2 separate regions of the Sus scrofa genome follow, and region 2 is linked to region 1. The links are chromatin contacts, called in public HiChIP or PLAC-seq maps. All regions are on one chromosome and are shown on one strand. The core of a region is the stretch at or near the end of the contact, and the rest is flanking DNA. Distances in the headings are between cores, read along the strand shown.

What was found. HiChIP or PLAC-seq counts read pairs in DNA pulled down with a chosen protein or histone mark.
Region 2: an H3K27ac HiChIP or PLAC-seq map of skeletal muscle shows a contact between it and region 1. The contact joins the enhancer-like site here to the promoter of ZNF438 in region 1. A contact is called at or near these places in 1 of 5 promoter capture datasets (fetal liver), 6 of 47 Hi-C or Micro-C datasets (embryonic fibroblasts, heart right ventricle, liver and 2 more) and 1 of 2 datasets of contacts at active chromatin or transcription factors (skeletal muscle).

Annotation. Positions count from the first base shown.
Region 1 is chr10:42,010,239-42,016,708 of Sscrofa11.1, forward strand. It overlaps ZNF438 (zinc finger protein 438), which reads right to left and starts at 4,153. Exons shown (of 19, transcript XM_021064197.1): 1 at 3,924-4,153. It overlaps ZEB1 (zinc finger E-box-binding homeobox 1), which reads left to right and starts at 2,876. Exons shown (of 11, transcript XM_021064196.1): 1 at 2,876-2,933. The coding sequence starts at 2,876. It overlaps LOC110255584 (a long non-coding RNA gene), which reads left to right and starts at 4,242. Exons shown (of 5, transcript XR_002336134.1): 1 at 4,242-5,001.
Region 2 is chr10:42,256,931-42,263,400 of Sscrofa11.1, forward strand. It overlaps LOC102164518 (a long non-coding RNA gene), which reads right to left. Exons shown (of 6, transcript XR_305912.3): 4 at 5,025-5,121; 5 at 4,288-4,522; 6 at 1,904-2,021. Among named protein-coding and RNA genes, the nearest start is that of ZNF438, 250 kb to the left of the region's middle. Within about 2 kb of position 3,546, at least 69 of the 83 cell types and tissues checked have an H3K27ac peak or open chromatin away from gene starts, as enhancers often do. A contact at or near this core is called in embryonic fibroblasts, fetal liver, skeletal muscle and 1 more, where this site is marked.

The DNA of each region.
Region 1 (6,470 bases), core at 2,903-5,402:
TAATATTTTCCATGCATAGTTAAAAAACAAGTGAGCAGGATCAATCATTTGGACAAAATAATTATGGAGAATCTAAAATCAAGAGGTATTAGTCTCAAAATAAGGCAGAATATAAATGACAGCCAACAGCTTTTACATCCATGACTTCACCTGGTTCTAAGAACTAATATGATGAAGGCAGATAAACAACACCTTAGAGCCAAAGAGCAGATTCAGAAAACATCAACAGCACTTTTGTCTTTTTAGGGCCACACCTTTGGCATATGGAAGTACCTAGGCTAGGGTTCTAATCAGAGCTACAGCTGCCCACCTATACCACTGCCACACAAGATCCAAGCCTTGTCTTCAACCTACACCACAGCTTGTGGCAACGCCAGATCCTTCACCCACTGAGAGAGGACAGGGACCAAACCTGCATCCTCATGGATACTAGTCAAGATTCTTAACCTGCTGAGCCATAATGGGAATTCCCAACAGAACTTTTAAATTAAAAGCATTGCTTTTATTTACCTACCGAGCATCTACTATGTGACTAGATATTCTGCTAGGTGCTGAGGGCACAGAAATGAACAAGCAAAAAGAAAAAAAAAGAGGTATCTGTCTACAAGGCTTTGAATAGTCTGGCCCAAAATAACTCAACTAGTAACCACTCAAGTAAGGAAGATGACTTCTACTTGGCTTCCCCCTTCACTTGTCTCTGATTTCAAAGTGAGGATGAACATTGAGGAAAGCCTAGTGGGGAGATACAGGAACTGGCATCTCAGAAAGAGAAATGGCATGTGTGATGCTTCATAAGTTTAAACGTGAAATGTGTACAAGAGTTAGAAAGTCTTTTTTCCTTTCTGACTGGAAATTAGGGTAGCTGTAAAAAAGTTGTGTGTGCGTTGAGGGAGCAGGGAGATGCTGGCAAAGGATAAAGTTTATAAGCTGATACAGGTGGAAATCCAAGAACATTACATAGCTCTTAAGAAGGGAGGGAAAAATCACCACTTGAACCAAGCAAAGCAATAGCATCAGGGTTCTCACATGTGCAAGTTCGATTAATATGGTATTGAGGAAAGCCAGGACTGCCGGTATGTAAAATGATAATTAGAGTGATGATTCTAGGAGTTCCTGCTGTAGCACAGCAGGCTACGGATCAGGCATGGCCACAGCTGCGGCTCAGATTTGATCCCTGGCCCAGGAACTTCCATATGCTGCAGGTGAGGCCAAAAAAGAAAAAAAAAAAAAAAGATGATTCTGGTTTTGGCATTGGAGAATAGATATACAGACATAACGTATAGCAAAGAATATTTACAGTCACATCTCATGCAGCAATAATTAATGCATTCACGTCTCAAAATGCCAAAGCAAACGTGAGAGAAAATGTTCATCTATATTCAGGATTAAACTTTCTAATTTTAAATCACCAGACTTCAGCTATAAATTTATTTCAGTTGAAAGGTTGGAAAAGATTATTAATGAATCTTCTAAAATTGTGAAGAATGTTTAAAAGATTAACATCGTATAAAAAAAGTCCCACCATAGGTATGGCAAAAATTACAGGCATACATTTATTGAGCACCTACTATGTGACAGCACTATGCTGGGTGATGTACTGTTATTTCTAATACTCTGTATGCTACGTTTCACTTTCCACAATTTCCCTACCAACTTCTACAGTACAATTTGAAATACAGCTCAAGTCATTCATTCCAGAGACGGTCTCAAAGACATTTCCTCATTTGAAGGTGGGGAGGAGTGGAAAGCCAAGTCCTGCTCGATACTGAAAACTTGATTTTCTCGGTACTTGATGGTGTTATCTACGTTTCAGAAATCCCTTAAACTTGCCCCAAGTCAGAGACCTGACTTGATAAGACCGCAATCAATCCATCGGTCTCCAAGACAACGTCTCCCAGTCTGTTTCTTGCTGCAAGGTCTTCTACAGCGACAGTTGCCTATCCAGGTAGTAAGTCGTGGCCTGTTTATACCTTAACTCTACGTTTAGACGCCTCCGATCCGGCCCTTCTACTCATGGAGGTGGGGGCGGAGAGAGGAGGACTGGGGCCGGCTGGCGGCAGGGTGGGGGAAGCCGAGGTGACAGCAGGTGAGCGCGCCCAGCGAGGAGGAGGAAGTGAGACAGGCCGGCGTGGGGATTACTCATTCCGCTTTACCGCCGAGGTGACTCGCAAGCGGAACTTCTCGCCCCTCTTTCGGTCCAGCTGAACTTCTATTTAATTGAAGTCACTTCCCATCCCAGTTAGCGCAGGGAAAAACCGTGCATCGGAGGAGGAGGGGGGGACCAGAAGTCCGGGGCTCAGGTAGCCTCTCCCGGGGGGTAGCCTCTCGCTGCTCCGCGAACCTGCCTCCTTCTGATTCCGGAGAATCCCTGGGCGGCCCCGGGGTACGTGAGCCCCACCGGAGGAAGAGGGAGGACAGGTCACTGCGGCCATTCCGAAGGGCAGTCCCCAGGGCGCAGGATCCCGAGAATCAGCCAGAACCAAACATGCCCCTGGCGGCCGCGGCGGGTGTGGCCAGTCCAGAGCCTCCTCCTTTACCTTTCTCCCTCCGACGGCCAGTCGCCCTTCGTACCACGTCCGTATCGCTTCCCAGCGCCCCCGCCCCCCGCCCGCGACACCTGGGGGAACTTTTCTCTTGCCACTCGGTTCAAACTCAGCTGCTCCTCCAGCTGCCGCAAACCGTCCACTCCCTAGCAACAAGGTTCCGGCCGTAGAGCGAGCGGCTCTAGGTGTAAGGAAGGTGATGTCGTAAAGCCGCGAGTGTCGTAAACCAGGTGCGGTGGGGAGGGGGGAGGGGTGGAGGCGGAGGGGTTGGGGGGGAAGGGGGAGGGAGGGGGAGGTGGTGACTCGAGCATTTAGACACAAGCGAGAGGATCATGGCGGATGGCCCCAGGTGTAAGCGCAGAAAGCAGGCGAACCCGCGGCGCAATAACGGTGAGTGGCGGAGGGGACCGGGGAGCAGCGGAGTCAGGGGGAGCCGGGCGGCCGGGGCGCCCCCGGGGGCGAGGGGGGCGAGCCGGGCTGGGGGTGGCCGGGCAGGGACGGGCCAAGTGGAGTGGGAAAGTAGAAAGTAGTGCTCTCTGCCCCCCTCCGCGGCCGCCGCCGCCGGAGCCGCGCCGCGGCCGCTCGCTCTCCCTGAACCGTTATGTCTCTTACCTGGTCTCTCCGCCTAGCGGCTCCTGCCGCCCCTGCCGCCTCCCTGGACCGTTAGCCGCCGCCGCTGCCGCATCTCCGGCGCAGGGCGGGCGGCCGGGACGCGGCCGCCACTTTTCTGGGCTCGGGGGGAGCGGCTGTTGCTTCTTTTCACACTTTTCCCCACTCCTGTGCCCCTCGGCGCCGCCGGCGTTGCGTCCCCGCGGCGCCGAGGCCCCGGGAACCAAGGAACTAACTTGTGCCGGCGCTGCCCGGGCGGAGTGGCTTCCGCGGCCCCGGCTGGCGCGGTCGCTCGGGCCCCACGGCTCGGCCGGGCGGGCAGGCGGGCGGCGGCGGGACGCGGCGGCCGCGGGCTGCGTGTCGCCCGTGCGCGCGTGTGCGCGGGCGGCGCGGAGCGCGCAGCGGGCGGACCCGGCAGGGCCGGCGGCGGTAAAGTTGGGACGGGCCGGCGAGGCGCGCTCGGCGCGGGACAGGGTTTCGCGGCGCGGAGTCGCGGGTCCCTAAGCGCCCCTCCTCCCGGGGCGCCCCCCGCCGCCGCCGCGCCCCAAGTGGGTCCGCGTACCGCTGGGCGCCGGCGGGGGCGCGGGCGGGCCCCGAGCAGCGGCCGTGGGAGCCGCGGGGGGCAGCGGGTTGGCAGAGTTGTTACCTGGTCCCAGGGACCGGGAAGCACCACAGACAGATCCCCTCCCGGGAGGACGCCACCTCCGTGCCGGGACGGGGTGCAGTGCGTGTGTCTCCGGGGTTCTCTTTCGGTTTGGGGGAAGTTGTTACCTGGCCCGGACGCGCGGAGCGCTGAAGCCGGATAATGGAGCTCAGAGGGCTCTGGGTCTCGGGTGGAAGGAGGGTGGGGGAGGGGGCGGACGGACTGACGGACGCGGGGCGCTGCTGCCCGCGCTGCAGCCGCAGTGTTTATTGATTAGTGCTGATGTGCCCGGACGCACTCCCCTCTGCCTGGCGTGAGAGTTTAAATAATATTATTATTATTAATAATAGCGAAAGAGAGCGAGACCCGAACATGTGGCGGTGGTGGTTGCACAGTCGCCTTTTCCAGTTTGGGGAGACGGTGTAAGTTGGTTGCCTATCTGCTTATCTCGAGGCGATGCTGTGCCCGCTGGCTCCGCAGCGAAATGTCTGCTGCTTGTTATTGTCTGGACAGTTCCTGTAGCGAGAGGGCCGCGACTTGTGCGCCGCCCGGTACCTGTTTGGAGAATAATGGGCGGCAACGGCCCTGCCGCCGGCTGCGGCCCGAGTCTATATAAGGAATTGGACGGACATTGCGGACTGAGGGGCTCCTTTGGACTCCTACGTTATTTTTAAAAGGAGTTTTTGCCAGTAGGAAAATAAAGGCGCCTGTAAGGGGCTAGCGGGGTCCTCCAGAAAATGAGGAAATACGGGTTTAAGTCAAAACTCTCTGGCGCTCGCCCCACCCCCATGCCCGGGCTCCCTTTCTCCCTCCCCTCCGGGATGCGAAACGCGAGGTTTTGTAACCTTTGCTGGCAATTTTAGATTTTGTGTGGGATTTCCTGTCTAGGAGCAGATAGGAAGGTTTAAAGCTGTTTCAAAGATGTTTCCTTCCGATCGTAAACGTATTTTGAATATATCCGAGCCGACATTAAAATCACTGCTTTCATGAAGGATTTTAGTTAGGCAAACACACATTTGCATTTTGAAGACGTCTGTTAGTTGTGATTGATAACTAATATTTGGTATCCTCATTGTGGAGAGATTACTTGTAACGACCAGGAGCGGAGCATAAGCTATTGCAATTTTAATTTCCTGTTTTAGCGTCAAATAGTGTGTGTGCAGTATTGAGCTGTTGGCTGCTGTTGCTGATGTGGCTTTATGAAAGGTAAGTTGGTTTGGAAAGGGCCGTTCGCGTTTTACCTTATTTAAAATGTTCGTCGCCAGAGAAAGGGGCTTTTCTTGTTGCTGACGACATGTGTGTGACATGTGAGTCTGAACCACCCAGCGTCTGTGCAGCTGCTGTAAACATGTTTACCTGAGCAGGAAAGAATGGATTTTTCTCCTAAAGATCGTGTGATAGGAATATTGCACTCATAAGGCATATCAACAGATGACTTAAGGGGGAAAATAGCGATCCGGAAAGGTACTTGAAATCAACAGGAAAAAGAGCTACTGGATCGCTGCAGCAAATGGCAACTTGTGCAGGTAGAAAAAAGATGGTGTTTAGTTTTCTCCTGCATGTATGTCAGCCCCCTCTTGTCTTGCTGCTTTCATTCTCAAGGGAGGGATTTATTTACCACGCTTGCTGTCAGTGTTTTTCCTTTGTGTTTAATATTAGAAAAACAGATTTGGGGCTGTTTAGCACAAAATGTCTTGTCTGCAGTGTGCATTACTCTGAGAAAACAAAAGGTGTTTGAGACAGCACTGTGCTACTACAGGTATCTTCCATTTTCATCACTTTTGGCTCTGTCCTTGTATTTCTTTTTGTTCTCAGATGCATCTCATCCGTTGCTGATGTTTACAGCCACCGTATTTGATTAAACGTAGGACTGGTTTAAAAATGAAGTTATATGCCATTGTGTTGTGAAACCTTAGGATAGATGCTGGTTAATATTTCTTAGCAACGCAATCATATTTAAGTTGCAGTTGTTTATTGGAGAGAATTGCTTGAGAAAATGTTAACTCTTAAATCTTTAATGAAGAAATAAAAGATGCATACAGTGGGAGGTGGTCGTAAAGATACTCTGCTATAATTTATATGTAAATATTTTTTTTGTTCATTTTAAAAGGAGGCATTGCAGGTTTTCTGCTAAGCCTCCAGTAAAACATTTTAATTTCCTTTCTGGAATATATCTGAGGGTAGGATATTAATGGGAGCATCAGGTAATGTAACTTGACAGGGGTAAACCAATAGAGCAAGGTTTGGCCAGAGCATCAGACCTTATGTAGTAACTTTATGGTAATGATGTTAGTCATCTCTAAAGGAGGGGCATTAGAATGGCTTAAAATGATTTTTTTTTAACCATTTATAATGTAATGCTTTGTTGTATTTTAAAAATATGTCTTATTTTTCCACTTCTACTCTTTGTGTGGTTATTTATGTTTTCTGAGAAAGGTACTATAGCTACTCATGATCACGTACTGATTAATTCACTCTTGATGGAATACTAGATACATACCTTCTGTCATTTGCATTTCTACTTGCTGTCTTTGAAATCCACCGGTAGAGGATGCTAACAAAAATGATTATTGGTGTGGAATACCAGAAATCTGTCTGTCTGCTGTTGATTTGGGACTCTGCTTTGATAGGGACCTTTGGTATAGTTCTGAGGCTTAGCGTTATTTAAAACTAGC
Region 2 (6,470 bases), core at 2,296-4,795, 250 kb after region 1:
AAAAGAGATGCCTGGATTAAGGACACTCCCCAGCTTTTCAAGGCCAAGAGTCTGGGAAAGAGTGACGTGGACAACTGAATCAGGGAAATCCTGGCAAGAAAGGCTTTGGAGAAAGAAGAAAAGGAACAAGGTTGGTTTACGCAGGCCAATACTACGGTCATGGCAGGATGTCCAAAGTGGAAATACTTAGCAGATATGTGGCGTCAGGGACCAGATGCGCGAGAGAATTCAGAGATGCAGAGAGAGTGCTGGCTCTCCCCAGCCCAGAGGTGAGCTGTGAGTCAACGGAGGCTTGTGTAATGCTTGGCAGAGTTGCCTGAGAACACCCATAACTGCCCTGCACTGAGCCATGACTTTGTGTAGGCCCTTCACTTACAATATCTTTAAACCTCGTGATTAATCGGCATTTTACAGCTGAGAAAATTGAGGCTCAGAGAGGTCACCCAACTAATAAATGATACAGCCCAGAATCAAACAGTCACTCTGGCTCCCAGACCTGCATTCTTTCCACTACCTCATGCTGCTCCTGAGGATGGAGGCTCAGGGGAGAACTTTGTGCAAGACAAAAGCGAACAACTCATTGGACAGAAGGACGTGGAGAGGGTGTGACGAGATGGAGGCCAAGGAAGGATCATTTCAAGATGGTGGAAGCAGCAAACAGTGCCAGATGCTGCAGAGAGAGAAGGCAGACGGAAAACAGGGAATCTGCTAGATTTGATGAGCAGGGGATTCCTAGGGACTGCAGAGGGTTCGAGGGGGCTGTGCCGATAAAAACAAAGATGCCTGCATAGGAAGGTGCAGGACCCCATCCTCCTGTGTCCCTGCAAGAAACCCCGACAGAGGGCAAGTCGACCAGTGTCGGATGCTCACTGCACATAGCCAGTCAGGGAAGTAAAAGCCAAGGTCCTTGTCCTCACGCAGCTCACAACTCAACAGGGGACACTAGCATTCAAAAGTGACCACTGCAGTCTCCCAAGGCAAGAGAAATAAAACCAAAAATAAACAAGTAGGACCTAATCGAACTTGAAAGTTTTGCACAGCAAAGGAAACCATTGAAAAAGAAAACATAACTTACAGAATGGGAGAAAACAGTTGCAAATGATGAAACCAACAAGGGCTTAATCTCCAAAATATACAAACAATTCATACAACTCAGTAACAAAAAAACAAACAGCCCAATCGAAAAATAGGCAGAAGACCTAAATGGACATTTTTCCAAAGAAGACATATGGATAGCCAGTGGGCATGTGAAAAAATGCTCAACATCTCCATTAGAAAAATGCCAACCAAAACTACAATGAGGTACCACCTCACACCAGTCAGAATGGCCATGATTAAGAAGTGCACAAATAACAAGTGCTGAAGAGGGTGTGGAGAAAAGGGAACCCTCCATGCTGTTGGTGGGAATGTAAATTGGTATGACAACTATGGAGAACAGTATGGAGGTTCCTCAGGAAACTGAATATGGAGCTACCATATGAGCGAGTGATCCCACTCCTGGACATATATCAGGACAAAACTATAATTCCTAAAGATACATGCACCCCTAGGTTCACAGCAGCACTATTCACAATAGCCAAGACATAGAAACAACCTAAATGTCCATCGACAGATGAATGGATTAAGATGTGATATACATACACAATGGAATACTACTCAGCCATAAAAATACCAACATAATGCCACTTGCAACAACATGGATGGAACTAGAGACTCTCATACTAAGTGAAGGAAGAGAAGACCTGTTTTGTGTGTGTGAATCTTTTTAGGGCCGTACCTGCAGCATATGGGAGTTCCCAGGCCAGGGGTCCTATCGGAGCTGCATCTGCTGGCCAACGCCACGGCCACAGGAACACCAAATCCAAGCCAGCAACACTGAATCCTTAACCCACTGAGCGAAGCCAGGGATGGAACCTGCATCCTCATGGATCCTAGTCAGGTTCATTATCACTGAGCCACAATGGGAACTCCCATGGGAAGTCCTTTTTGATGTGTCTTGGAGGACCAAAGACCTTGGAAGCCTGGGGAAGAGATGGTTTCGAGAAGAGAGAGGGAAGGTGGTGAGGTTGACGAAATCTTAACCCATTTTGCAATTTTTGTCCTGGATTGAGCACCTCCCTTGGCTTGGTTTCAGGGGAAGGAGTAATAATTCGTGTGTAACTATGGCTGGAGGTGTGACAGTCACATCCCCTTGGCCTACCTCAGAATTCACCTGCAGAGGTTTTCTAAAGAACCACGAGAGAAGTCAGAAGATGTAGGAGCTGATGCCCTGCCGACAGGATTGGGGGTCAATTCTCAGGCGTGTTCTACGTGATCTCCCAGAGGGCCTCCAGGGGGACTGACTGGGCCCCACTGCCCACAGCAGTAACCTATCCATTCCTGGACCTTGTCCTGCTGAACTTGCAGCGTGCTTCTTGGATCGCCTCTGGGAAAAACTATTCACAGCTCTTGTTTCCGATATTGCTTTGGGAGGAATACAAACTACATAATGAATTTTTCCGTGTTATTCCTAAGACCGATGGGGGAGAAAATGAAGTCCACTGGCTCTCAAAAGCTGCCCACAGACCTAGGATTTATAAACCAGCATCAAAATTTAAAACATCCATACATTCTGACCCAGTAATTCTACTTCAAGAAGTTGACCTTAAGAAAACTAACAGGCTAGGTGCAAAAAATGTAGGTAGAAGGATGTCTGTCGCCATGTAGAAGAGTAAAAAATTGTAAAGAAATTTAAATTTCCAGCAACACCAAATTGGCTAATAAATTATAGTAATCCTATGTTGCCCTTAGAAATAATAATACAGAGTTTTCTCTATCTTTCCAGGTCTGTGGTGAGTTAAGTGAAAATGCAGGCGACAAACATCATATGCACCATAATTTTTGTAACTAGTACACCCCTAGGTGTGGGCATAATTTGGAAGAATGATAACAAAATGTTAACAGTGGTCCGTTATTTTGGGGTGGAAAGATGGGGAGGGTGTAGATCAGATTGTGTTCAGTTCCTTCTTTTCATCTTTTTGAATTAAAAAAAGAAATTACACTTTTTTAAAAGGTTAGTACAACCTTTACAACTTCTTTAAAAATTGTAAAAAGAAGTCAGGGGCCTCAGCCACGTAGAACTGAATTCCACAGCCAACACGCCTGTCCTCCCAACAGGAGCTACTGGTCTCACCAGCTAGGGCGCTGGAACAGACCCACAGAAGGGAACCGTCCCACCCAGCCCGGGCCAACACTGGGCAGCGGCTGTTCTAAGCGAGTCAGCAGATCTGGCTGCTAACTGGCAGCCAGGGGAGAGCCCCGCGCATCACGTGTCCTGCCTGTGTGGCCCCGTCTGACTCAGAAGAAAAGCGCGCGGCCCTGCATCCAGGTTTGGGGGTCGCATGTCGAGCTCGGTCGCGCGCCCTCTCCCTGCAGATCCCCCCCATACCCGCCCGCCTGGACCCCCAGCTGGCACTCAGTAGGTCACTTTCCCATGTGCTGCACGTTCAAGAGTTCGCTATTCCCACGGGAAGAGCTCGTTGCCATGGCGATGAGAGCCTTCCCACCCCGGGACCCGCCCAGGAGGCCGAATCCTTCCCCGCCCGGCCTCCTGACCAGCCCCGCCAGGTGGAGAGGGTTGCAGGCTCCAGATTCTTAAGGGCTGGGGTCAGTAATGAAGGACCCAGGTCAGAGGGAAGGGAAGGGAGGTTTTTATTACAAGCCTTCTGGCCACTCTGCCCTTTGCTCCCCGCACCAGAGGCAAATGTCCTATCTGATTCTGGGGCATTTGGGTGGAGACGTCGGCCGCTTTCCCTCTCAGCGTCTTCCAAGAACGCCAGGGCATCTGTTAAAGTTTCTGGAATGCAGCACACTGGAATGAAGCTTTAACCCAGCAGCCCCGAACTAAAAGTCCGTGAGGGGTCGGGGTAGGAGGAGGGGGTATCGACCTGTTCGCGCCCCCACCCCCCCCCACCCCGCCTCGGGTGGGTAGCAGGGAGGAGGGGCTTCCTGTGTCGCACTGTAGCACTGTGTGGGCCAGGGCGATCAAGGGCGGAGTCGGTGGAAAAGGAGGGGGATGTTTGGGGGCGGGATGGGGCGGGGGGGGGGGGGGGGGGAATGTCTGAAGCTCGGCCACACCCAGCGGGAGGCGGTGCTCGAGACCTAGACCGAGGGAGGTGGGGAAGAGGGAGGGAGGTCACTGGCGCCTGCTCACTGGGGCCCCGCCCCACCACCCTGGCCACGCCCACTCCCCCAATTTCCCGGGGCTCCCCGGGTGCAGGAGGAGGAACCAAGTCTCCCGTTACTCACCACAGGTGGCTGCACAGGGGAAAGCTCCAAGCATATCACTGACTGGCTTGGAAAGTCTTTCATCTCTGCAACAGCAGCAGCAGCAACAGCTCTTGGATTAACTGTGTCTCCTGACTTTTGCGCCTCCAGCCATCACCACGCTGCAGATCCCTGGATGCCTGCTGGCTCCTATCGAGGGGTACCCCCTTTCCCTCGCCTTCTTCCCTCCTCCTGCTGCCTCCCCCGTGCCTTAAGCCTGGGGGACGAGGGATCACAATGAACCTTAGATTTTCCCAAGAGTTTTTTTTCTCCAGGCTCTCTGTGTACCCTCTCCCCGCACCCCACATCTTGTATTTTCCTTCACCTACCCTCTCCCTCACTTTAGGTCTATATATACCCACAGGCCTCTCCCCTCCCCTTCCATCACCAGGCCAGTGAGTCAGCTCACCCAAGAGGCAAGTGCCAGCGCAGTGGGACAGCTGCCCACTGGGCCCAGAAGAGAAAGGTTTCAGGGGCAGCAGGCCTCGTGCAAATAGTGCTTTTGACAACTCCAGGCATCGAGTTTCACGAGTAAGCCAAATGTAGAAAGGATTAGCTGTTTCGCCCAATAAGCCCACATCTGTAGTTACATTCTAACAGGGATAAAATTACCCTGGTTATTAATCCTTCTGCTTTAGGGAATAAGCTGATCACCAGGCAGGGTCAGGAACAAAACCCTGCCTCCGCTCCTGCCAGCCTCCCCTCACCCCCATCCTTACCTGCTCCACCTCTTACGGTGTATGGTTTCCCATTTCAGTCTGGACACCAAGTTCAAGGCCACCACCTGAGGTGCCTCTGAGATGGGACAGCTGCCGTCTGTGGTAGGGGGGACATCCATTCAGTCACATAAGTATGCATGCAGAATCTACTGGGAGCAAGACGTCATGGGTCTCCACTGCGGCAGAACCAAAGATGATTCTTGCACCGCCCCTGTCTTTTTCAAGCCCAGAAAAAGCTGAAGTGGTTGGTCAGAAACTGTATGTGGTTTCTGGGACTTCCTGCCCTGAGGCGCCCCAGGTGTATCCGATGGCCTCGGGGACTGCAGTTGGGGTGTGGGCAGTATTTCCTAGCCTGCTGCCAGGGAGCAATGGAGCCATTTCCTCGAGCATCCATGGGTGTGACCTCTCCCTCCAGGACCAGCAGGAGAGGCGAGCTGTGTTTCCTTCTCTGGTCTGTTCTATTTATTTATTTATTTAGTCTTTTTACCTTTTCTAGGGCTGCTTCCCGCGGTATATGGAGGTTCCCAGGCTAGGGGTCTAATTGGAGCTGAAGCCACTGGCTTACGCCAGAGCCACAGCAACACGGGATCCGAGTCGCATCTGCAACCTACACCACAGGTCACAGCAGCACCGGATCCTTAACCCACTGAGCAAGGCCAGGGATTGAACCCAAAACCTCATGGTTCCTAGTTGGATTTGTTAAACAACCCTGGTCAGTTCTCTTTAGATCTCATATCTGCAGGCACTAGACACTTCCAGATTTTCCCTGGGTGGGACTGACAGGAGAGAAGTAGGTTGAGAGCCAGGGTGATCAACAGGCCTGAAACTGCAACACACAAAAAAGTGACATCCCTAAGGGGCCATGTTCCCCAGTCACTTCAGCCCTTGACCAAGTACCTGCTGACTGACCAAGTGACCCAGCACTCAAACTGGGACCTCTGAATAATGAAGAGGTGTCATCCATGAAAAGACAGGTGCTGGGCATTGCTGATGATTAGAGAAATGCAAATCAAAACTATAATCAGATACCACCTCACACTGATCAAAATGGCCATAATTAAAATAAAAAGTCTACAGGGGTTCTCTTGTGGCACAGTAAGTTAAGGATCCGGAGTTGTCACTGCAGTGGCTTGGGTTGCTGCTGTGGCACAGGTTTCGTCCCTGGCTTGGGAATTTCCACATGCTGAAGGTACAGACAAAAAAAAAAGAAAAAGTCTCTACAAATAGCAAGTGCTGGAGAGGGTGTGGAGACAAGGGATCCCACCTACACTGTTGGAAAGAATGTAAATTGGTGCAGCTACTATGAAGAACAGCATGGAAGTTCCTCAAAAAAAAAAAAGGGGAGTTCCCGTCGTGGTTCAGCAGAAATGAATCCGCTCATGGACTAGCTTCCATGAGGATGCAGGTTCAATACCTGGCCTTGCTCGGTGGGTTAAGGATCCAGGC